Linked DNA regions of Mus musculus: region 1 is linked to region 2. Evidence: chromatin contacts called from public HiChIP or PLAC-seq data. All regions are on one chromosome and are shown on one strand. Each heading gives the region's core, a stretch centred on a gene start, on an enhancer-like site or on the middle of the called end of the contact. The rest is flanking DNA. Distances are from core to core; before and after follow the strand shown. Region 1 overlaps Kcnq2 (potassium voltage-gated channel, subfamily Q, member 2). Region 2 holds the start of Uckl1 (uridine-cytidine kinase 1-like 1).

Region 1 (4,363 bases), core at 1,144-3,643, 500 kb after region 2:
AGGTTCTTTATTTTTAAGCCGCCTGCAGATCCCAGCCCACGATCACTCTCGTGACACTCACCAGCCCTGCCACAGCCTTACATGCCTGCATAACAGGTCATGGATCTGCCGGTGCCACACTGGGCAGATAGGAACCCAATCCTTCCCGTCTTGGTATTATAGCATCTTTACTGATCTTCTCAGTTGAGTTTCTCATCTTGCACAATACTTACAAGTGCACACACTCTCTCACATGGGTGTGAGCGTGCCCCCATATGTGGGCACACATGCATTACACTGGCGTGCATCAGCACACTCGTGTGCATGTACCACACACACACCTCGACCCCACAAAGACCTGTTGGCAGCACTCATCTCTCCCCTGGTTGTACCTTGGCAGTTTCCTATGTGGCCTTTGTCTCCTTCTCCCTTGTCCTGATGCATGGAGCTGACACTCTCACTGCTTCTGTTGTCCTTGCTGCACACATTTAACACTATCCCTGTCATACCCGTTGGGGTCCAAGGAACTCCGTGGCACATTAATGTTGGAGTAAAGCTGTCTGGGAGTGGGTACTTGGGTAAAGACACAACCTCTCCTACTCTGATCCCTTGGCGGATACCCACCAACCACCTCTGATCCCCTGGATCTCAGATTGCTGTGACACCAGTCAGGGCCTGGGAAGAGCTATGAGGCAGGACTGATGAGGGTAGAGCCGTGCTAGGGAAGAGTGGGGAGTAGGCCCTGGGGAGACTTTTCCCTTTACTCCTTGTTAATGTGCCAGATCCCACGGGAATGGAACAGATAGGAAATAGGACCCAAGGTGTCAGGAGGCGGCCTGAGATCATGAGGCACCAGTGTCCATCTGCCTGGCACCTACTGCCCCCCGGTCGGCTCTGGATGGGGCTTGGAGCCCAGATCTGGGGGGCTGTGGGTTAGCCCAGGAAGAAGGGGCAAGGGCCTAGTCACACCCTCTCAAACTCATATTTGGGGGCTGGGTCTCTATTCCCGCTAGAGTGGACCAGATTGTGGGGCGGGGCCCAACAATAACGGATAAGGACCGCACCAAAGGCCCAGCGGAAACGGAGCTGCCCGAAGACCCCAGCATGATGGGACGGCTTGGGAAGGTGGAGAAACAGGTGGGAGAGGCTTGGGAGGGGAATGGCCTCTGCTGTCTCCCAGTCTTATTTTGTTAGTCTATGGTAGCTGAGCAACCCAGGCATAAGGGTAGATGCAGCAGGAGATGCAGAGCTGTGTGGGATGCCCCTTGATCCCCTGTGAAATCCTGTGATCTTCCACTCTTCCTCTTCTCATAGACAGTATCTGGAGATTGGAAATTCCTAAGAGGGGTAACTGTTGGTCATGATATGCACTGGAGAGTCCTTCAGCAGGGGCAGCCACTGAAGAACTTGCCAGAAGTTGTACATGGCCTATTTCTTCACCCCCTTTTCCTTTCCCAATATCCACCCCCCACTCTCCTGGAAATGGATCCTTAGGAGCCACCACAGGAGACCCTTCTGTGAGCTGGCCTGAGCTCAGGCACATGCTGACCAGTAAGCTCAGTGTTTGAGCTGTTGGAGTCTGGGGTAGAGAAAGGGTGGCTCTGGGGTCCCTTCCTCTGCCCCCTTTCACCTGGGTACACCCTGGGTCTTTTCCTCAAAAGCCCAGCCCAGCCCAGCAGCTGCCATTCTTACAGGTCTTGTCCATGGAAAAGAAGCTCGACTTCTTGGTGAGCATCTATACACAGAGAATGGGCATCCCACCAGCAGAGACAGAGGCCTATTTTGGGGCCAAGGAGCCTGAGCCGGCACCACCCTACCACAGCCCAGAGGACAGCCGTGACCATGCAGACAAGCATGGCTGTATCATTAAGATCGTCCGCTCCACCAGCTCTACGGGCCAGAGGAACTACGCAGCACCCCCAGCCATCCCCCCTGCCCAGTGTCCTCCCTCCACCTCGTGGCAGCAGAGCCACCAGCGCCATGGCACCTCCCCTGTGGGAGACCATGGCTCACTGGTACGCATCCCACCACCCCCTGCACACGAGCGGTCGCTGTCTGCCTACGGTGGGGGCAACAGAGCCAGTACCGAGTTCTTGAGGCTGGAGGGCACCCCAGCCTGCAGGCCCTCTGAGGCTGCCCTGCGGGATAGCGACACGTCCATCTCCATCCCTTCGGTGGACCATGAGGAGCTGGAGCGCTCCTTCAGCGGCTTCAGTATCTCCCAGTCCAAGGAGAACCTGGATGCCCTGGGCAGCTGTTATGCAGCTGTGGCACCATGCGCCAAGGTCAGGCCCTACATTGCAGAGGGAGAGTCTGACACAGACTCAGACCTCTGCACACCATGTGGGCCTCCCCCACGCTCTGCCACTGGTGAGGGCCCCTTTGGAGATGTGGCTTGGGCAGGGCCCAGGAAATGAGTCTGGGCTGGGCTGCTGGCCCCATGCCACACCCACTCTTGTTCGGTTTTAGAACTGGAGTTCCAGGGCCTTTCTTAAAGTGACAGAGTGACATAGAGTAGTGTGGGTTGTGAGGATGCTCATGGGATCTGGCTCTCAGGGTTCATGTGGAGTGGGGATGAGGCAGGGCTCCTTAGCACACACAGTAACATTTTATAGAAGTTCTTTTCCAACCAGGAGAGGGAGGTTGAGGCCGGGCCCTGGGGGCCTTGGGAGCTACCTATGGCAGCAAAGCTAGCCCTACCTAGTCTTCTTGGGTGACATATTGCCCTGTGAGTGAGGAAGGACAGCATGATGGTTAGCACCTGTGAGTTGGGGTGTGGCTGGGAGCAAGTACACGGGACGTAGTGGCGAAACAGGCATGTCTCCTGCTGATGGCCAGTCCTGGAGCTTGTGGGTCTCTCAATTTAGGCTGGAAGTTCAGAGGTATAGTAGGTTGCTGGAAATGGCCCACTCTCACACCTGACTGCTTATCCCTCTATCCCTGACTGCCCCAGTAAAGCATTACCAGGCTCACTGTTTGCGTGTGGTTGGGTAATGCCCCTCATCTGTGAGTACCTAGCTAGAGAGCTGCCAACATCTTCCTCCCTCTTCCAGGTTATGTGGATCTTTCCATGGGAGCCATCCTTAGGTCAGAACCCCTTTCCTGGAGCTGAGGAAGGGGTGAGGCCTTAGGGACCAATCTGGAGCTTAGAATTGACCCTTAGACTCTCCTGACTTCCACCTCTTAGGGGAAGACTCAACTCACAGCCTTTTCTGAAAAGGTTTCTTCAGCAGGTTCTGGCTGGCTCATCCCTGGCACTGTAGCCCAGAAGGTATGAGTTGACACTTCATGGCCTCTGCTTTTTCCTGGTGTGGCACTGGCCTCCAGGCTGTGGCCAGCACTTCAAGAGAACCACCAGATAAGCAGGCCAGCATTGTCCTTAGCCAGGACACCTCCTTGCCTGCTGCCCACTTGGCTCTACAGATTCAGGCAGGGCTAAATGATGTCTTCAAACTGCCAGCTCTTTCTACACGAGAGCGTGGCCTTTGAGCCTGGTCAAGGATCCTTCCCACAGAAGCTGGCCATCCAGTCATTTATCCACTAATAGGTCCCTGGTCTGTGGCCCCTGTGTTTGAGGAATTAGGACACCTTGTCCTCTACTCCGGTGAGGAGTAATCTCTGTCCATCATGTGAGTGGGCATCTTGGACCATCTAGCATTCAGCTTTAGAGAGAGACAAGGTAGAATAGAGCCCTCAGTTGTGGCCCCATAATATCTGGCCCAGAGGTGCCCGGCATTGAATGATAACATTTTGGGGTGGGGCCCCCAGACTTACTTGCTCTCAGCTTTCCTGGTCACTGAGGGCAAGTGGTATAGAGCTTGTGCCTGGGCAGAGCTCTATCTATTTCTTTCACCCTTTTGAAAAGTGTATTCTGGCAAGGGTAAAGGCAGTGGGAGGAGGGCTATGCTCAGCAGGAGGTACCCCATCCCTGAGGAGAGCTGGAGTCATGTCTCTGCCAGGGACCTGGGTATTTGGAGAGCTATGTCTGTTGTCTGCTGTAACCTTCATGTCCTCCCTGTTAGGGCTACTAGGATCTCACCTCAGGGTGCCTCTGCTAGAATCCAAGTGTGGAGCCTGTCTGTTTGTTCCAATATGTACACATTGGTTCTCTAAGGCAGTGCTATAGTCAAGAACTTCTTGGTATGAGAGATGTATACAGGAAGAATAGCTATACACTCAAGAGTCTTCTCTTGGTGAGTTGAGCCTGGGTCTGCGCTCCTCCATCTCTGTGTCAGGACAGGAAGAGTCTAGAGCAGAGGGACAAACACATCTGCCTGGACAAACCAACAGCCAGAGCACTCCTTCCTTAGACCTGGGCAGACCGTAGCTATCTCAGCCTCAGGGGATGTGGGAAAGAGGTTTTATCTCCCCTACATGCTCCATA
Region 2 (4,763 bases), core at 1,949-4,448:
TTTTTGTTTAGTTGGTTGGTTTTAATAAAGAAAATGAGTTAGATCTGTAGCTTTAGACCAAATTTCTCAGTCTTTATTGCAAGTTTTCTTGCCCTAGAATTGGTTCCGGACCTCAGCTGACCCGTCTTCCAAACACAAGAGCCAGGACTCCTTGATGCCTAGGAAAGAGAAGAAGAAAAGTCTGTCAGGAGGAAAGAAGCGGGGCCGCAAACCCAAGGAACGATCCTCCGAGGAGCCAGCATCTAAGCTCCCCCCTAACAGGGATGACTGGCCCCCAGGAGGCAGAGACAGGGGGTCCCGGAGCTCCACTGGGAAGAAGGCTGGAGCTGGGAAGGCACCTGAAAAGTGAGCCTAGTGGGCAGGGCCTACCCATCATGCCCTGCATTGTCCAGATTAGGGGAGCCAGTTCTAGACTGGTCCTCCACCTCCAACACACACCCCCATCTGTCCAGAGGGTTGGCAAACTACTCTGCTCTCCCTGAAAGTGGTCCTTCCCCTGTTTAGGCTGCCTCAACAAGGCTAGATGGGGCTCCCCGGGAGTGCCAGGGCAGCAGCAAAAGTGCAATAGGCTGGAGGACCCAGCCGTTCCTACAAGGACATTCATGGCAGGAGCCTTGGCATCATGGGGCATGAAGTGTGCTTAAACAGTCAAATGGTCCCAGTTTCCACCTTCCTCTGGCCCAGTAGGATCCCCAATCTGACTCTTTCAAGGCTCAGACATTCCTGGTGACCCATAGTTGTGGACTGATGAGGCACCTGAGCAGTCTGGCTGCCATAACTTGGGCCTCGCCTCCACCCAACACTGGAACTCCAGTACTCCCAGCTACCTCCCAGGACAGACCCTGTCTACTGCCATGCTGCCCTGACAGCCACCCACTCATCTGTCCTTTTGCATCCACCTCTGACCCCCTTGCTTCTGTTCTCTACCTCTCTGGGCCTGCTTCCTCCTCTGTCATCCCTGTGTGCTTCAGGCCTCTCCTAACTTGACTGGCGTGATCATGGTGGAGTATGTAACCTTCCAGGCAAGGAAAGAGCTCTGTGTGTTCTACCTTCAGGGAGGCCCAGACTAGGATGTTTCACATCCAGCCTTTAGCTTCTAATTTTGTGGTTATCGCCCTTTGGGGTGCCTCCCTGGGGCCACAGCCATGTGAAGCAGAGGCTGGCCAGAAGGAGCCTAGCTCAGGAGTAGTACTTAGGAGAGACTGCAAATGTCTGCTATGCTAGGTGGGCCTATAAGCCAAGTTCTGTGGAAGGCCTCTTTTTCCCTTTTATTTTATCTGCCCTTGGGATCTAGTGGCAGTCAGTCATTTGATATAGAAATGGAAGGATAGTGAAAGATGGGGTCTCAGCCAGTGTAGCAACTCTAGGCTGGGCCTCACCCCTTTCTTTAAGGGGCCCTGAGGCTAACAGGGTCTGCAGGTTGGACAAGGCCAGGAAGAGACATCTGGCCTCCTTCCTGGTTCTACCTTCTAACCCTATCCCCATCTCCCAACCCTGCTGTGAGCCACACCAGGAGAAGGCTGGAGGGGGTTGGAACGAGCTTTTTATAGTGTTGGTAGGGGTGGACTGAGGTCTCTGCTTCTGATCCTGGATGATGTGAATTTTGATATTTGCCTCTGTGTGTCTCCTGGATGTTGTTGATGCCAGTCTTGTTGCTGTGACAAGTAGCAACCTTTTTTTTTTCTTTTTTTTTTTTTTAATTCTGGGTTTTTTTTATACAAAACTCAACAATCTTAATGTCATGGTGCTAAGGGTTTCCTGGTGCCGAAGGTATTGCTGTGGTACTGACTAGCACCTGCCCCCAGCCTCAGCAGGGAGCGTTTCCAAGAAGGCCAGCTCCAGGGAGATTTGGGGTGAGGTCCTTGTACACATGTATTTAGAAAGGCTCTGACTCTGGGCAAGGTAACCATGGCCTGGTGTGTTGTAGGTGTTGAATGGACTCTCCAATTCCTACACACTTTGATGTGGTCAGAGGTGGCTACAGAGGTGGGTATGATCCAGTGTCAAAGGGTAGGCTGGGGCTTTGGAGTGGTTGTGTGCAACTGTGGAAGGGAAGGGGGCCAAAGTGCACTTTTCACAACACCTCTGTGGGGTGTGACCATCCACCCTAGCCTCTCAGGTACTTGGCACTTGTAGGGAGAAGTAGGACCTGGGTTTGCTGGGGGCTGAGTTTTCCAGGACGAACCAGAAAGCCCATATACAGCCTTGCTATGGGACTGTTCTGGGTAACTTGATGTTAGCACTTTAACTCAGTCTTTGAGGTCAGTTTTGGGGCAGCTGTCAAAAGCTGCAGTTGGATAGGTACCAGCCTGTGGTGACTGGTAAGTAGTGGCAAACTAGACTGTAAAGCTCTTCCATGGTGGCAGGGCTCATCGGTCTGCCCACCTCCCTACTATGGCCCAAAGGTAACCACCAGCCTACACAGATCCTCAGTAAGAGGGACCATCATGGCAGAGCTACAGAAGGTGGGTGGGCATAGACTTAGAGGGCCAAACCAACCCTGGGTCCTTGGCAAAATGCAAAAGTCAGGGTCTCTACAGATCTACCTCTGGCTCAGCGCTTGCCCTGCCCTAAAAAAACAGAAGTGCCAAGGGCAGACATTTCATGCAGAACCAGGGTGCACTTTATGTTCCTGCACAGGCAGATGATGGTGCCTCCTGGAGGCTTTGGGATCTTCCTGTCCCTATGGTGGTTCTGAAGGGAGAGCTGTTCCCCTGTTGGGTGAAACCCAGGTCCCTTGCCCTGGAGACCTGGTTTCCCAGGTCACCCCACATACCTGACTGCAGCGCCTCCTAAACTTTGGGTTCCTTGGTTTGGTTATAATGCAGTTCTCATTACACAAGTGCATTTCTGGCTATCACTTGTAACCATAGATATACATGCATATATATTCTATCTACAAAGTGTTTTATTTGCAAGATGTTTTGAGGTGAGCTTTGGTCCTGCCCGCCTTGTGGTCATCTGTCCTCATCCTCATCCCCTGGCCCGGAGTGGTGCGGTGGTGGGCCATCAACTATGTATTAAAGTCACTGTATCAAATAAATGTTTATTGATTTTTTTTTTCCAGGGATTTTGTGTGGCTGAGTTTGTGTTGAGGCAAAGGTCATTCTCGGGGCTTGCCGCACGGCCTTGTGGGGATTGTAGTCCGCAGCGTGCCTGCCTCCCGGTGCGCCTCCCCGGCCTCCGCCAGGTTCGGGACGCCATGGCTGCGCCGCCGGCCTCAATGAGCGCCGCCCCTTCGCCCCTGCAGTCTGCTGTGGCCCCAGACGTGCCTGGCCGCCAGGCCGAGCAGAATGAAACGGCGTGCGAGGACCGGTAGGCGCGGGCCTGAATAAGGCAGGGGCCGCGCTTGTCTCTTGGGAGGGGTCGGAGCACGGCTTGCATCTCTTCCTAGAGCCGGGACGGCTCCCGGCATCTCCATAGATGGGCAGCTTGATCTCTACAGCCTTGTGGATCCTGGACAGGTTTCGGCGGCTCTCCAGCGCCCTGGGGCCTCCTGGGCTATGTGTCAGCCACCCCCTGCCAGGGAGAGGGAGGTGGCAGACGACCTGGAGGGCCCCAGCGGACGGAAGGCGGAACTGGCCCAAGCTCCAGCTTTTGGAGGCACTGAGAATGGAAACCTGTTTGACATCTTTAGCGTGGGTCTCTGTTCCTAGTGGGTGCGCACTTGGCTCTGGGCCCCCAGCTGGGCGGTAGGCGTGTTCGACCTTCTGAGTTCGTCGAAATTGAGCGCAAAGTTGCACCTGGCGGCCAGTGGTGCTTGTGAATGTAAGATGGGGTGGTGATTGCCACCTGTCCGAGAGTTTGGGGGCCTTTGAGACTTTCGAGGCTTTCAGGAGAATGGAAGGGGAGATAAGGGTCCTTGTAGGAAGTAGGAGACTTAAGGGTCCTTGTCTTCACTCGGCCTGATCATCACTTGTAGCAACTCTAGGTCGTGGCCGCCAGGGGGCAGTGACCATGCTTGGAAACTGCTCGTGACACCTCTTCCGGTCTGTATGAGTCAGTTGAAGGCCAAATGTCTTCCGGCTTTGCATGCCACAGTGCACCGCCTGAGAAGCTGTAACCCCGGACGCCTTTAGAAAGTGAGGTGCTGGCAGTGGATGAGGTGAATCCCAGCTAGTTCACACACTCCAGGCATTCTGACCAGGAGTCAGACTTTGTGAGGCCGTGGCCAAATTCCTCCTCCGAAGGTTCCTGGGGATACACCTTGAGAAGATACAAACTGCCCTGGTGCCTCAGGCACTGGCAGCAGTAGGGGAGGGAGTCGCTGGTAGACTAAAGCCCAGCTTGAGGTTTCTCCTATTGCCTTTCCCAGCACCTGGCTCCCTATCTGCCTGCCCCTGAGGCCTTTTCCTTGGAGTTGTCTGACCTTAGCCAGCACCGCCATTGGCTTTCATGTCGATATGCAAAGTGGAGATGGATTTGGGATTAGAGAGTGGAGAGAAGTTAATAGGTACTCACCCAGAGCCTTGGGGGGGGGGGGGGGAGGCAGGTTGGCAAGTGAGGCCATGAAAGCCTTTAATCCCCCAGTCCTATGTCTACCTTGTAAAAATGGCTTTGATGACTCTGAACCGCCTTCTGCCTCTTGCAGGAATTCCACAGTAGCACCGGGATGGGTTGCTTGACTAGATTTAACCATAGCAGAGGGATCTTGAGACCTTTCTTTGGTGGTCCAAGTGATGAGCCTTCCTCTCTTCAGTCTCTGCTGTAGGCCTTTCATTCTGGTTTCTAAGATATGGGGGATGCAAATTACAGGGCAGCTC

The links. HiChIP or PLAC-seq counts read pairs in DNA pulled down with a chosen protein or histone mark.
Region 1: an H3K4me3 HiChIP or PLAC-seq map of fetal liver shows a contact between it and region 2, with 2.4 times the contacts expected there. The contact joins the enhancer-like site here to the promoter of Uckl1 in region 2. A contact is called at or near these places in 3 of 115 datasets of contacts at active chromatin or transcription factors (embryonic stem cells, fetal liver and microglia) and 2 of 9 other capture datasets (adipose tissue and liver).

The regions. Positions count from the first base shown.
Region 1 is chr2:181,079,086-181,083,448 of GRCm38.p6, reverse strand. Kcnq2 (potassium voltage-gated channel, subfamily Q, member 2) reads left to right here. Exons shown (of 17, transcript NM_010611.3): 16 at 993-1,116; 17 at 1,674-4,363. The coding sequence ends at 2,396. Among named protein-coding and RNA genes, the nearest start is that of Chrna4, 42 kb to the right of the region's middle. Within about 2 kb of position 2,393, at least 17 of the 459 cell types and tissues checked have an H3K27ac peak or open chromatin away from gene starts, as enhancers often do. A contact at or near this core is called in fetal liver, where this site is marked.
Region 2 is chr2:181,580,408-181,585,170 of GRCm38.p6, reverse strand. Uckl1 (uridine-cytidine kinase 1-like 1) reads left to right here and starts at 3,198. Exons shown (of 15, transcript NM_026765.3): 1 at 3,198-3,315. The coding sequence starts at 3,203. Zfp512b (zinc finger protein 512B) reads left to right here. Exons shown (of 17, transcript NM_001164597.1): 17 at 98-3,068. The coding sequence ends at 349. It overlaps Uckl1os (uridine-cytidine kinase 1-like 1, opposite strand), which reads right to left. Exons shown (of 3, transcript NR_027289.1): 2 at 4,543-4,728; 3 at 56-158.